Linked DNA regions of Pan troglodytes: regions 1 and 3 are each linked to region 2. The links are chromatin contacts, called in public Hi-C and HiChIP or PLAC-seq maps. All regions are on one chromosome and are shown on one strand. The core of a region is the stretch at or near the end of the contact, and the rest is flanking DNA. Distances in the headings are between cores, read along the strand shown.

The links. Hi-C and Micro-C count contacts between places; a contact is called where the count stands out from the background. HiChIP or PLAC-seq counts read pairs in DNA pulled down with a chosen protein or histone mark.
Region 1: a Hi-C map of induced pluripotent stem cells shows a contact between it and region 2, with 3 times the contacts expected there. The contact joins the promoter of TRIM56 here to the promoter of ACHE in region 2. A contact is called at or near these places in 2 of 7 Hi-C or Micro-C datasets (induced pluripotent stem cells and stem cell-derived neural progenitor cells) and 1 of 1 datasets of contacts at active chromatin or transcription factors (stem cell-derived excitatory neurons).
Region 3: a contact with region 2 is called in an H3K4me3 HiChIP or PLAC-seq map of stem cell-derived excitatory neurons, with 3 times the contacts expected there. The contact joins the promoter of SERPINE1 here to the promoter of ACHE in region 2. A contact is called at or near these places in 1 of 7 Hi-C or Micro-C datasets (stem cell-derived neural progenitor cells) and 1 of 1 datasets of contacts at active chromatin or transcription factors (stem cell-derived excitatory neurons).

What each region holds. Positions count from the first base shown.
Region 1 is chr6:110,631,171-110,635,841 of NHGRI_mPanTro3-v2.0_pri, forward strand. It overlaps TRIM56 (tripartite motif containing 56), which reads left to right and starts at 3,151. Exons shown (of 3, transcript XM_016957912.4): 1 at 3,151-3,306.
Region 2 is chr6:110,356,403-110,360,660 of NHGRI_mPanTro3-v2.0_pri, forward strand. ACHE (acetylcholinesterase) reads right to left here and starts at 2,230. Exons shown (of 6, transcript XM_054656144.2): 1 at 1,782-2,230; 2 at 1,373-1,510. The coding sequence starts at 1,959.
Region 3 is chr6:110,673,352-110,677,515 of NHGRI_mPanTro3-v2.0_pri, forward strand. It overlaps SERPINE1 (serpin family E member 1), which reads left to right and starts at 1,677. Exons shown (of 10, transcript XM_527841.7): 1 at 1,677-1,776; 2 at 2,552-2,715; 3 at 3,868-4,139. The coding sequence starts at 1,774.

The DNA of each region.
Region 1 (4,671 bases), core at 1,901-4,400, 280 kb after region 2:
AGACAGTTAATCATATAATAACAGGTCATATAATCTATAGCATAACTGATGGCTTGGCATAACTCATGGCCTTGCATAGCTGGTGGCCGTATAGCTGCATTGAAAGAAAAAACAAGAACTGGCTAAATACAGACATTTGTTCTTCTTTTTTTTCTTTTTTTCCTTCACCTTTGCTCCGGAGGGGGACTGTCTGGAACCTATTCCTTTGGTTTTGACTTCTCGAACAGCGTTATCTTATAACTGTCCTTGAAGTGAGTTTGTTAGGCAGAGGAAAATTCGTTCTTCTTTTCTTTTTAACCCTTATCTTCCCACATTCTGGGCCTTGGCTTTTACTTTTCTTGGAGTGAATGAATGCAGTACTTATTATTACTATTATTTTTAAATTTCTGCCTCAATGTTAACCCAGGCTGGTCTTGAACTCTGGGACTCAAGCGATCCTCCCACCTCAGCCTCCCAAGTAGCTGGAACTATAGGCACATTATTTTTTTTAATGACTTGTGACACAGCCCCGGGAGATCCTGAGAACATGCGCCCTCTTTCTAATTTTTTATTTTTTCCGTAGAGACGGGGGTGGTCTCAGTATGTTGCCCAGGCTGGTCTCAAACTCCTGAACTCAAGCAATCCTCCCACCTTGGCCTCCCAAAGTGCTGGGATTACAAGCATGGGCCACCACACCTGGCCTCATAATTTTGTTTACCAGTTGGTATAGGGCTAAGTTTTATAGACAAAATTATATGTACCCTGTAAATATAATTATGTAAAATACGGACAGAGACCAAAGGACATACACACAGGAAAGAAATAGTTAATTGTGTTACAATGATGATATGAGTGTTTTAAAGTATCCACATTATAATTTAGTATTAAAAACCTCTGCTGGGGGCTGGGCCTGGTAGCTCATGCCTATAATCCCAGGACTAGCCTAGGCAACATAGAAAGACCCCATCTCTGCAAACAAACAAACAAAAAACAAACAAACAAATGTCTGTGCTGGCCACTCCCTCTAATACCTACAGGACAAAGTCCAAACTTCCCTGCTGGAAGCCTTATAATGGCCTTCCTTGACCATTATATTAAGACCTTACGAGATTCACAACAGGGAATTTAATTCTAATTTTATTTTTTTTTTTGTAGAGAGAGTCTTGATCTGTCACCCAGGCTGGAGTGCAGTGGCATAGATCATGGCACATGCAGCCTTGAAGTCCTGGGCTCAAGCGAACCTCCTGCTTCAGCCTTCTGAATAGCTGGGACTTCAGGTGTGAGCCATCAGGTAGCTAATACATATATTTTTTGAGACGGAGTCTCACTCTGTTGCCCAGGCTGGAGTGCAATGGTGCGATCTAGGCTCGCTGCAACCTCTGCCTCCCAGGTTTAAGTAGTTCTCCTGCCTCAGCCTCCCGAGTAGCTAGGAAGGCTAGGTTTTGTTTTGTTTTCTTTTGTTTTTTAGTAGAGACGAGGTTTTGCCATGTTGGCCAGGCTGGTCTCGAACTCCTGGCCTCAAGTGATTCTCCCAAAGTGCTGGGATTACAGGTGTGAGCCACTGCACCCGGCCTATTTTTCTGTCCTCACCTTGGTTGCCCGTCTGGTTGGCAGCATTCAACAGTGCTGACCCCCTCGTCCTTCTAGAAGTGCAGCATTTCCTGCCTTGGCCTCTGTGACCCTCTCTCTTTTGGATTTCCACCTACCTCTCTGGCATCTATGTCTCAGCCCCTCCACCTTTCACCTGGACCCTGAGGTCAGGCTCCCTTCTGTCCTCTCGGCTGCTGCCAGAATGAGCTCTTACAGCTTCAGTTTCCTACTTAAATTCCGCCACGTGGATAAAAAGGTACAAACATGCATAGGTATGTCATGAATTAATTATGGTAAAATGATAATTGTAGAACAGAAGTGGTGGAGATATGGGTGTTCACCGCAATTCTTTCAACTTCTTTGTGCTTTGAATTTTTCATAAAATGGGGCTGGGCACGGTGGCTCACGCCTGTAATCCCAGCACTTTGGGAGGCCAAGGCGGGTGGATCACTTGAGGTCAGAAGTTCGAGACCAGCCTGGCCAACATAGTGAAACCCCATCTCTACTAAAAATACAAAAATTAGCTGGGCATGGCGGTGAGTGCCCGTAATCCCAGCTACTTGGGAGGCTGAGGCAGGAGGATCGCTTGAACCTGGGAAGCGGAGGTTGCTGTGAGCTAAGATCACACTACTGCACTCCAGCCTGGGCGACAGAGCGAGGCTTCGTCTCAAAATAAAAATTATTTTTTCATGAAATGTTGAGGGAAATCTCCTGCAATGATTCTTTTGTCTTTTTTGATAAAATGCAGGCTTCTCTGCCAACACTCTCGTATCCTCTCCACACACATCATCCTAAATGGGGATGTACCCTTGCTGCTCCCAGTACCTGGAACAGGAACATTCTTCTCAGTGTTCTCCAGCTCTCTATGCCCTCTTATTGTTTTATTTTTTAGACAGGGTCTTGCTCTGTCATCCAGGCTGGAGTGCAGTGTCACCATCATGGCTCACTGCAGCCTCAACCTCCCAGGTTCAAGTGATTCTCCTGCCTCAGTCTCCTGAGTATCTGGGACTACAGGTATGCGCTACCATGCACGGCTAGTGAATTTTTTATGGAGACTGGGTCTCACCATATTGCCCAAGCTGGTCTTGAACTCCTGGGCTGAAGCAATCCTCCCGCCTTCTTTAAACTCATCTCATTGATGCCTTCTCCAGGAAGCCTGTGCTGTTCCCTCAGCAAGAGGCTTCTTACCTGATCCCCCACAGCCTCTCCTACAGCTCAGGAACGGTTTATGGAATGAAAGGCCTCTCTTGAAGCTTTGCAGGCACCTGCCTGCCTGAGGTGTTAGCAAATCTGCAGACCCGGCCTGAGGCCATGTGTCTAGTTACCCTGGTCTCTGAATCACAGATGAGCTCTCATTTCTTCCCACAAATAAACCCTGTGACCCTCCACCCTCTACTCAGAGAACCCGCCCTCAGGTAGTTCCCTGTTTGTGACATACACACACTTAGCCCTGAGGCTGGACTGACAGGCCGACCTGGCTGGTGGACTCCAGCCCAAGCCTGCCATCTGCCTGCCGGGGTGGGGGCCTTGGAGGGAGAGGACGGGGCCGGGTGGGGAGGAAGGCGGGGCCTGAGGCTGTGCGAGGCGAGGCGAGTCGGTGTGTCCCTGGCTGGGACGGAAGTTGCACCACAAGTACAATTAGTTTCAGTTTTGTTTCTTTTCCAGGCACCCAGCAACGGCGGCCTCCAGGCCCCAGGCCCCCTCACCATCCTAGAGGTCAAGATCAGCTCTGGCTAGGTAAGGGGTGGGGGGCGGCACAGCTATAGGAAGGACCGAGCGGAGGGAGTAGGGGGAGGGGAGTGGAGAGAGAGCGCGGGAGGAGGAGGAAGGGAAGGAAAGGGAGGGCGTGAAGAGGCACCCGGAAGGCAGGAGGAGAGGGCAGGAGGGAAACTGCACTCGCCTCCCTCCCGCTCTGTGGCCACAGGTCCCCGCAAGAAAGACCCCGTCCCACTCTCTGAGGTCTCCTCCCAGCTCCAGAAAAGGGGACATTCCACCTAGTCTGCCCAACAAGTAGGTCTCAGCCACTGTGCCAGGAGCTCAGGACTCCCTCCCTCCAGAGGTTTCTGGAATGCATTCAGCAGGAAAAGCTAAAAGAACAGGACTCCAGGAGATAAGCCAAGGCCAAGTCTATCAGAGGGTGAGCCAGCAGCGGGAAGGGGACCAGCCCTTCCCCTAGCGTTTTTCTGCCCACTCCAGAATCCGCTTTAGAAACTGTTAAATGCAGAAAGTGGGGCCTCCACCACCCGCGATGCTGCCCCAGGTCTAGCAGAAGACAGGTGTAAGGCCAGGCGGGTGCGGTGGCTCATGCCTGTAATCCTAATGCTTTGGGAAGGCCGAGACGGGAGGATAGCCTGAGGCCAGGAATTGGAGACCAGCCTGGGCAACATAGCAAGACCCCATCTCTACAAAAAGTGATAATTTTTTAAAAATGGGCTGGGCCCCTGGGCATGGTGGCTCACGCCTATAATCCCAGCACTTTGGGAGACCGAGGAGGGCGGATCACCTGAGGTCAGGAGTTCAAGACCAGCCTGGCCAATAGGGCCAAACTCCATTTCTACTAAACATACAAAAATTAGCCGGGTGTGATGGTGCGCACCTGTAATCACAGCTACTCGGGAGGCTGAGGCAGGAGAATCACTTGAACCTGGCAGGTGGAGGTGGCAGTGAGCCAAGATCGCACCACTGCACTCCAGCCTGGGCAACAGAGTGAGACTCTGTCTCAAAAAAAAAAAAAAAGAAAAAAAGGCTGGGCGTGGTGGCACATGCCTGTACTCCCAACTACTCAAAAGACTTGAGTCTAGGAGTTTGAGGCTGCAGTGAACTACGATCACACCACTGCACTCCAGCCTGGGTGACAGAGGGTGACCCTATTGCTAAAAACTAAAATAAAATAAAAAGAAGGCAGGTGTATGGGGCTTGGAGGATTAAAGCCCCCTAAGCTACTGCAAGATCCTACCCCAACTGGCAGGACCTAGGCATCTCTGCCCACTGGGATCCCCGTCTGTGTCCTTACTGCCTGCTCCTCGCACCCTGGCACCCTATACAGCAGGACCCCAGTACCTGTGCACACAGGAGGGCTTGCACCACATTTGCCAAAAGGCC
Region 2 (4,258 bases), core at 980-3,479:
CCTGCCTAGTCCACTCCCCACCCAACCCTGCCCCTTCTCATCCAATGTCTGGCACCGAGCGCGGATGCCCGCGGGTTCCCATCAGCTGCGCACGCTGCCAGCCCAGCCCCAGCAAACAGGCTCGCCAGCCCGCGTCCCCCAGGACTCGAGAGCCCCCCATCCGTCTGAAGCTGCCGTGCACGCCGCCGCCGGCGGAGGGCAGTAGAGACCGAGAAAAGGTCGGCGCTCCCCGCCCCGAGCCGGGAGCCGGGAACTTGGGGAGGGGGCCTGGGGGCTCGAGGGCCTTGCAGAGCCGCCTGAAGGGCGAGCCGGGACGCCTGCGTTCCCGGGACTCCGGAGATCCCCGGCTGCAGGGGCGGGGGCGCTATTTTGGGGGCAGCAGCTGCTACGATTCCGGCATCTCCAGCCAAAGGATCAAAATTCCCCGGGTGGGAACTCCCCCCTCTCCCGCCGGTCACCCCTAGCCCAGCCCCCGCCGCCCTGAGCTGGGGGTGGTGGTGCTGCTGGAGATTAACTAGGAAACCCGAGTGGCGCTAATTATAACTCGGGGCTTCCGCCGAGCCTCCCCTTCCCAAAAAATAGACATGGAGTCTCCGCGGGAGGGGGCGTCCTGGGCCTCGGAGGGGGCCTCTGCGGGGCGCTGCGCAGGGGCGCTGGGCTTGTGGCCCTGGGGATGGGGGTGCCCAGCCCGGCGCCGGGAACCTGCGCAGCTCGGTTACCGCCCCAATTAGGGGGTGTCTTCCAGTGGCCCCGGACTAGGGAGCGGTCGGGGAAGGGGTGCTCGGGGGTCCCCGCGGGAATCGGAGCGCAGAGGCGGCGGCCGTCCCCGCGGGCTCGGGCTCCTGCGTGGGCGTCGGTGAGTGTGAGGCGGCCGGGGAAGAGTTCCGGACGAGTGCGGGGCAGCGGAGGGCGGCGCGGGGCAGGCCCGGGGAAGCGGGAGCCGTCCCGTTAGGGGGGCCTGGACCCCTCGGGGAGCGCACGGTGCCCCGGACGCGGGCCTTAAGGAGAGTCCCGGGCGGGGAGGGAGACTCACCTGAGGCGGCCGAGCCGGGCCGGGCCGGGCCGCGCCGGGAGCTGGAGGCGGCCGATGTTCCCCGGCGCAGGCTGAGCCGACTCTGACAGCCGCCGCCTCCGGCCCCCCGCACACACCCCCTCCGGGCCTCACAGCGCCCCCGCTCGCCCCCGCCCACTGTCTCCGCCCCCGCCCCTCCCCGCTCCCCCGGGTGGCCACCTCCCCTCTCTCTCCCTCCCTTGGAGCCGAGACCCGGAGACCCCGGGGCCCAGACGCACTCCAGTGCCAGACGCCGACCGACGACAGACGCGCAGTGACAGACGCGACCCAAAGACCTGCAGCGGCGGAGTAGACACCCACGTGACAGACGGACAGAAGCCCGTGGAGACAGACACGCGCAGACGGACGACCTCATGCAGTGACAGGCACAGACAATCGCAGGGACGACTTTCACAGACGGACGGACACACTTGGACACCCTGTCGGTCTCGCTTGAGGCTGGTGCAGTTAGCGCAAGGCCAAGGGGTCATGCATCCCCGGCCACGACACAGACGGGTGGCATGGGAGGAGAGGCATGTGGGAGTGTGGCAGAGGACCGTCCCCTTAGGGGTCCAGGTGGCACGGGTGCAGAAAAGGTGACGTGGGACACTCCTGGGGATGAAAGGACACCTGTGGGAATGGAGATGTAAAATGGGATCGCTAGTGGAAATGAGGTGGGAGGTTATGGAGACAGGAGACCCCTGGGGGAGGAAGGGGTGACTCAGGACACCTGAGAAGGCAGGACAGCGTGGTAGCACGCGCAAGGCTGCTGGGCGAGGCCGCACTCCGCGGCGGCAGTGGAAACTTCTGGAACCCCCGCGGGTGGGTCTGTGCTGGTTCCCTGACGGGTGACTTCGGACTTTCGTCACCAGGGTCCGGTCGGGGCATGACATCACCAGGCCTAGCATTCATTGGCCGCGCGGCTGGCAGGTGGGAGCGGCCTGGCTCAGGCGCCCCCAGCCTGCTCCGAGGGGCCTGACCCGCGCAGATTGCCCCCCGCCCCGCCCTCCAGGAGTTCACCCGTGTGGACAGGGCTGCTGCAGCGGGGTCCCCACGACCGAGGTGCATGCGGCAATACCGCGCGGCGCCTGCTTCCTGGAGGCGGCCGGCTCGGGAGCCCCCGAGACCCCGCGTGGGAGAGCGGCCGGCGCAGGCCAGCGTCGGGGCGTGCGTGCGCGCGCGCGGCGGTGCGGGGCGCGGCGTGGGGTGGGCGCGTGCGCACACGCTCGCTCTGACCGCCGCGCGCCCCGCAGCGCCCCGCAGCGCCTCGGGCACGCGGGCGCCGCCGCCAGGGACCGCGGGCACCGGGTCGCGGGGCCTCGCAGGGGTTGAATCCGGAGTCTTGCCAGTCCCTGGGCCGCGCGGTTCCCGGCTTTCCAAGCTGGGCGGGCCCCACGCCCGCTCGCCCCACGGGAACCGGGTCCCGCAGGCACGGTCACCCGCGCTCTGCTCGCTGGAGACGGCCGCCAGGTGGCGCAAAAAGCAGCCACTCGGGCCTCGGAGACTGGGCTGGGTTGGGGGTGTTGGGGAGGTGAACCCCTTGCCATCTGTGCCCACTGTCTCCGGCTTTCCCCGCCCCAATCTCAGGCAACCCCAAATCCCCTGCCTGGACACCGAGGCTCCTTGTATCCGGCCTTCAGCGTTCTGGCCGCACTAGTTGAAGGCTCCTCACTGGCCAGACCATGTGCCCTAGTTGAGATCCCTGAAGAGCAGATGTAAGGGCTGTGCATGGGGGAGGGGACAGGAGGGTGGATGGTGGGTGTTGCTGCGGGGGGAATGGATCTGAGGCAGGTTTCTAAGCGTGGTAATTATGAATTATTAAAATGATGGGGCCGCGTGTGGCCCCTAGCGCGGTGCCTGTAATCCCAGCACTCTGGGAGGCCGAGGCAGGAGGATCGCTTCAGTCCAGGAGTTGGAGACTAGCCTGGGCAACATAGCGAGACTCCCTTCTCCGCAAAAAAATAAAATGATGGAAACAAACTGTGAACGAGTGCTCTGAGGCCTGCCCCAGTCCTGAGGCTTTAGGGATTTTTGGCCCTGCTAGTGATGAAGGCTTGCCCCTGTCACCCTCCAGACGAACTGTGCCACGCAGGTGTCACCTAACCTCTGTCGTCACGAGTTTCTAGGCCTGTACAATGAAGATAGGGAGGGCAGGGATAGTTTATCACCAGGGTTATCATTTCCTGGAACTATCCCTCTTTTCACCTTGAGCTCTCAGCAACCGTTGTCAACACAGGCACCTAACCTGTCAAGCCAGGAGGCGTTTCCCTACATAGTCTAGCATAGTAAACTCCCCACCCTCCACAGCTGTCACTGCAGGGATGTCCTTGATTTTTCCCATTTCTTCTCTCACCATTTCTGTTTATCCAGGAATGAGCCTTGCTTCTACTACCAGTTCTGCCAATTCAGAGAATTTCCCTACCCCTCTTTTATCTCTGTCTCCCACCTTGGAAGGAAGCGCCATTTTTTTTTTTTAGACAGAGTCTCGCTCTGTCGCCCAGGCTAGAGTGTAGAGATGATGCCATCTCAGCTCGCTGCAACCTCTGCCTCCTGGGCTCAAGGATTCTCCTTTCCCAGCCTCCTGAGTAGCTGGGACTAGAGGCGCCTGCCACCACACCTGGCTAATTTTTGTATATTTAGCAGAGGTGGGGTTTCACCATGTTGGCCAGGCTGGTCTCGAACTCCTGACCTCAGGTGATCCTCCTGCCTCAGCCTCCCAAAGTGTTGGGATTACAGGCATGAGCTGCCATGCCTGGCAGGGAACCCCACTTCTATTACAGACCTTGATCCACATCTTCTAACACAAAAGATTCTTATTTCCTCTATTTATTGGTTAATATTCAGTTCAGCTGTATGAGACCAAAAACCAAATAATGGCTTTAACAAGATATAATAGAGGCCAGGCGTGGTGGCTCATGCCTGTTGTAATCCCAGTATTTTGGGAGGCTGAGGCAGGCAGATCACCTGAGGTTGGGAGTTCAAGACCAGCCTGACCAACATGGAGAAACCCTGTCTCTACTAAAAATACAAAAAAATTAGCTGGGCATGGTGGCCCATGCTTGTAATCCCAGCTACTCAGGAGGCTGAGGCAGGAGAATCGCTTGAACCCAGGAGGTGGAGGGTGCAGTGAGCGGAAATCATGCCATTGTACTCCAGCCTGGGCAACAAGAGCGAAACTCTGACTCAAAAAAAAAAAAATAATAATAG
Region 3 (4,164 bases), core at 427-2,926, 320 kb after region 2:
TAGTCCCCGATACTTGCTTGAGCCCAGGAGTTCAAGTCTGCAGTGAGCTATGATCACATGACCGCACTCCAGCCTTGGTGACAGAGTGAGACCCTGTCTCCAAAAAAAAAAAAAAAAAAGAGATGGGTTTGGGGCTGGACTTGTCTTCTTCCAAGAGGTCAGGGCAGTTGCTTCTTCCTCACCACTAACCACACTCTCAGGGACTCCAAACCACAACTAAGAAAAGGAAAAAGACATAAACAAGAGGCAGTTTCACAGGAAGAGTTCTCCTAATGTGTCTGTGAGCCTAACTTTCCGACTGTGGTTCTCCTCTCTTTCCCTGCCAGCTGTGAGAAAACAAAGCCTAAGGCAGATTAAAAAGCAGGAGGGCTGCTCAGTGTGGTTGCCCTTGGTATCTGTTTACTGAAAAAATCCAAAACAAACATCCGATGCTTCCACCCACTGAAACTTCCTGTGACTCTGCTATCAGCTGTTGCCATGGATTCTCCCAACTGAACCCCACCACATACACTAAACCCAACAGTCCGTGGACCCCAAGTATGCCATCTCTCCAATACAGGACCCCCTGGGCAGCACCCTGGCCACCCTTCCATCCACAACATCCAGACCACATGGCCAAGGGCACCTGACCCTGTCAAAACCCCAAATCCAGCTGGGCGCGGTGGTTCACGCCTGTAATCCCAGCATTTGGGAGGCCGAGGCAGCCGGATCACGAGGTCAGGAGTTCGAGACCAGCCTGACCAACATGGTGAAACCCCGTCTCTACTAAAATACAAAAATTAGCCGGGCGTGGTGGTGCACACCTGTAATCCCAGCTACTCGGGAGGCTGAGGCAGGAGAACCGCTTGAACCTGGGAGGCGGAGATTGCAGTGAGCCAAGATAGTGCTACTGCACTCAGCCTGGGCAACAAAATAAGACTCCGTCTCAAAACAGAAAAACAAAAAAAAAACAAAAACAACAACAACAACAAAATCCACTAGTCTAGCCCTACATGCTCACCCACTGCTAGCCAGTTTCCACCCTCTACAGCAGAGGTCCCCAACCTCTGGGCCGGGGGCCGGTACTGGTCCATAGCCTGTTAGGAACCAGGCTGCATAACAGGAGGTGAGTGGCAGGTGAGTGAAATTTCATCTGTAGTTACAGCCACTCCTCATCACTCGCATTACCACCAGAGCGCCACTCCCTGTCAGATCAGCGGCGGCATTAGATTCTCATAGGAGCTCGAACCCTATTCTAAACTGTTCATGTGAGGGATCTAGGTTGCAAGCTCCCTATGAGAATCTAATGCCTGATGATCTGTCACGGTCTCCCATCACCCCTAGATGGGACCATCTAGTTGCAGGAAAACAAGCTCAGGGCTCCCACTGATTCTACACGATGGTGAATTGTGGAATTATTTCATTATATATATTACAATGTAATAATAATAGAAATAAAGCACACAATAAATGTAATGCGCTTGAATCATCCCGAAACCATCCCACCCTGGTCTGTGAAAAAATTGTCTTCCATGAAACCGGTCCCTGGTGCCAAAAACGTTGAGGACCACTGCTCCACAGAATCTATCGGTCACTCTTCCTCCCCTCACCCCCTTGCCCTAAAAGCACACCCTGCAAACCTGCCATGAATTGACACTCTGTTTCTATCCCTTTTCCCCTTGTGTCTGTGTCTGGAGGAAGAAGATAAAGGACAAGCTGCCCCAAGTCCTAGCGGGCAGCTCGAAGAAGTGAAACTTACACGTTGGTCTCCTGTTTCCTTACCAAGCTTTTACCATGGTAACCCCTGGTCCCGTTCAGCCACCACCACCCCACCCAGCACACCTCCAACCTCAGCCAGACAAGGTTGTTGACACAAGAGAGCCCTCAGGGGCACAGAGAGAGTCTGGACACGTGGGGGAGTCAGCCGTGTATCATCGGAGGCGGCCGGGCACATGGCAGGGATGAGGGAAAGACCAAGAGTCCTCTGTTGGGCCCAAGTCCTAGACAGACAAAACCTAGACAATCACGTGGCTGGCTGCATGCCCTGTGGCTGTTGGGCTGGGCCCAGGAGGAGGGAGGGGCGCTCTTTCCTGGAGGTGGTCCAGAGCACCGGGTGGACAGCCCTGGGGGAAAACTTCCACGTTTTGATGGAGGTTATCTTTGATAACTCCACAGTGACCTGGTTCTCCAAAGGAAAAGCAGGCAACGTGAGCTGTTTTTGTTTTTCTCCAAGCTGAACACTAGGGGTCCTGGGCTTTTTGGGTCACCCGGCATGGCAGACAGTCAACCTGGCAGGACATCCGGGAGAGACAGACACAGGCAGAGGGCAGAAAGGTCAAGGGAGCTTCTCAGGCCAAGGCTATTGGGGTTTGCTCAATTGTTCCTGAATGCTCTTACACACGTACACACACAGAGCAGCACACACACACACACACACACATGCCTCAGCAAGTCCCAGAGAGGGAGGTGTCGAGGGGGACCCGCTGGCTGTTCAGACAGACTCCCAGAGCCAGTGAGTGGGTGGGGCTGGAACATGAGTTCATCTATTTCCTGCCCACATCTGGTATAAAAGGAGGCAGCGGCCCACAGAGGAGCACAGCTGTGTTTGGCTGCAGGGCCAAGAGCGCTGTCAAGAAGAGCCACACGCCCCCCTCCAGCAGCTGAATTCCTGCAGCTCAGCAGCCGCCGCCAGAGCAGGACAAACCGCCAATCGCAAGGCACCTCTGAGAACTTCAGGTAGGAGAAAAGCAAACTCCCTCCAACCTCTTACTTCGGGCTTAAGGCAGAGAACTCGCCTCCCCAGAATCTCCTCCCTCCATGATCCCCCGCTATTCCTCTATTTTCTTTTCCTCGGACCTGCAGCCTTGGGTCGACCCTGCCCTAGGGGTGACTGCAGGAGAGCAGGGAGGATGGTCAGGCGTCACCAACAACCCCATCACCCAGTAACAAGAACCTTGACACTCTCAGTCCCTCTGCATCAAGACACTTACCCATTTCCCACCTCATGCCTGCTAACTTGAATGAAACAATCGCTGGGAAAGCATTAAGAGAATTAAGGCTGGGCACTGTGGCTCATGCCTGTAATCCCAGCACTTTGTGAGGCTGAGGCAGGCAGATAACTTGAGCCCAGGAGTTTGAGACCAGCCTGGGCAACATGGCAAAACCCTGCACTCCCAAAAAAATACAAAAATTAGCTGGGCGTGCTGGTGTGCCTGTATTCCCAGCTACTTGGGAGGCTGAGGTGGGAGGATTGCTTGAGCTGGGGAGGCGGAGGCTGCAGGGAGCCAAGACTGAGCCATTACACCCAGCCTGGGTGACAGAGCAAGACCCTGTCTCTAAAAATGAATGAAAGGAAGGAAGAAAGAGAGAGAAAGAGAGGAAAGAAGGAAGGAAGGAAGGAAAGAAGAAAGAAAGAAAGAAAGAAAGAGGAAAGAGGAAGAAAGAAAGAAAAGAAAGAAAAGAAAAGAAAGCAAATTTAAAGCTTATGCAAATCAAAGATGTTGTGATAACTGATAATTGAGTCTGGGCTAAATTCCCCCTGGGCTGCAAAGGCAGAGAGTGGTAATGACTTCTCACCTGCTTTTCTTCTAAGGCTTTTTTACGGGACACAGAGGGAAGGGAGATGGACTGGATTCCAAGATTCCCACAGGGCAAGATGGGCGAAGACTCCCTGCCACTGCCCGGGGATAAGTCAGTCTGAGTGAGACGGAGTGGGATGGGCTTAGAACCTGAACGTGTCATGGTCTCTTCCTGCACCTTGCCCTAGTGTTCACTTACCACCTGCTTGCAGGAAACAAGAAGAGCAGGGCCCACAGCTGGCCAGCTCCCCTCCCCTCCCGCCTGTCTTCCAGAACGATTCCTTCACCAGCCCTCTTTCCATTGCTCTAGGATGCAGATGTCTCCAGCCCTCGCCTGCCTAGTCCTGGGCCTGGCCCTTGTCTTTGGTGAAGGGTCTGCTGTGCACCATCCCCCATCCTACGTGGCCCACCTGGCCTCAGACTTCGGGGTGAGGGTGTTTCAGCAGGTGGCGCAGGCCTCCAAGGACCGCAACGTGGTTTTCTCACCCTATGGGGTGGCCTCGGTGTTGGCCATGCTCCAGCTGACAACAGGAGGAGAAACCCAGCAGCAGATTCAAGCAGCTATGGGATTCAAGATTGATGGTGAGCCACGGGACACCAGGGGAGG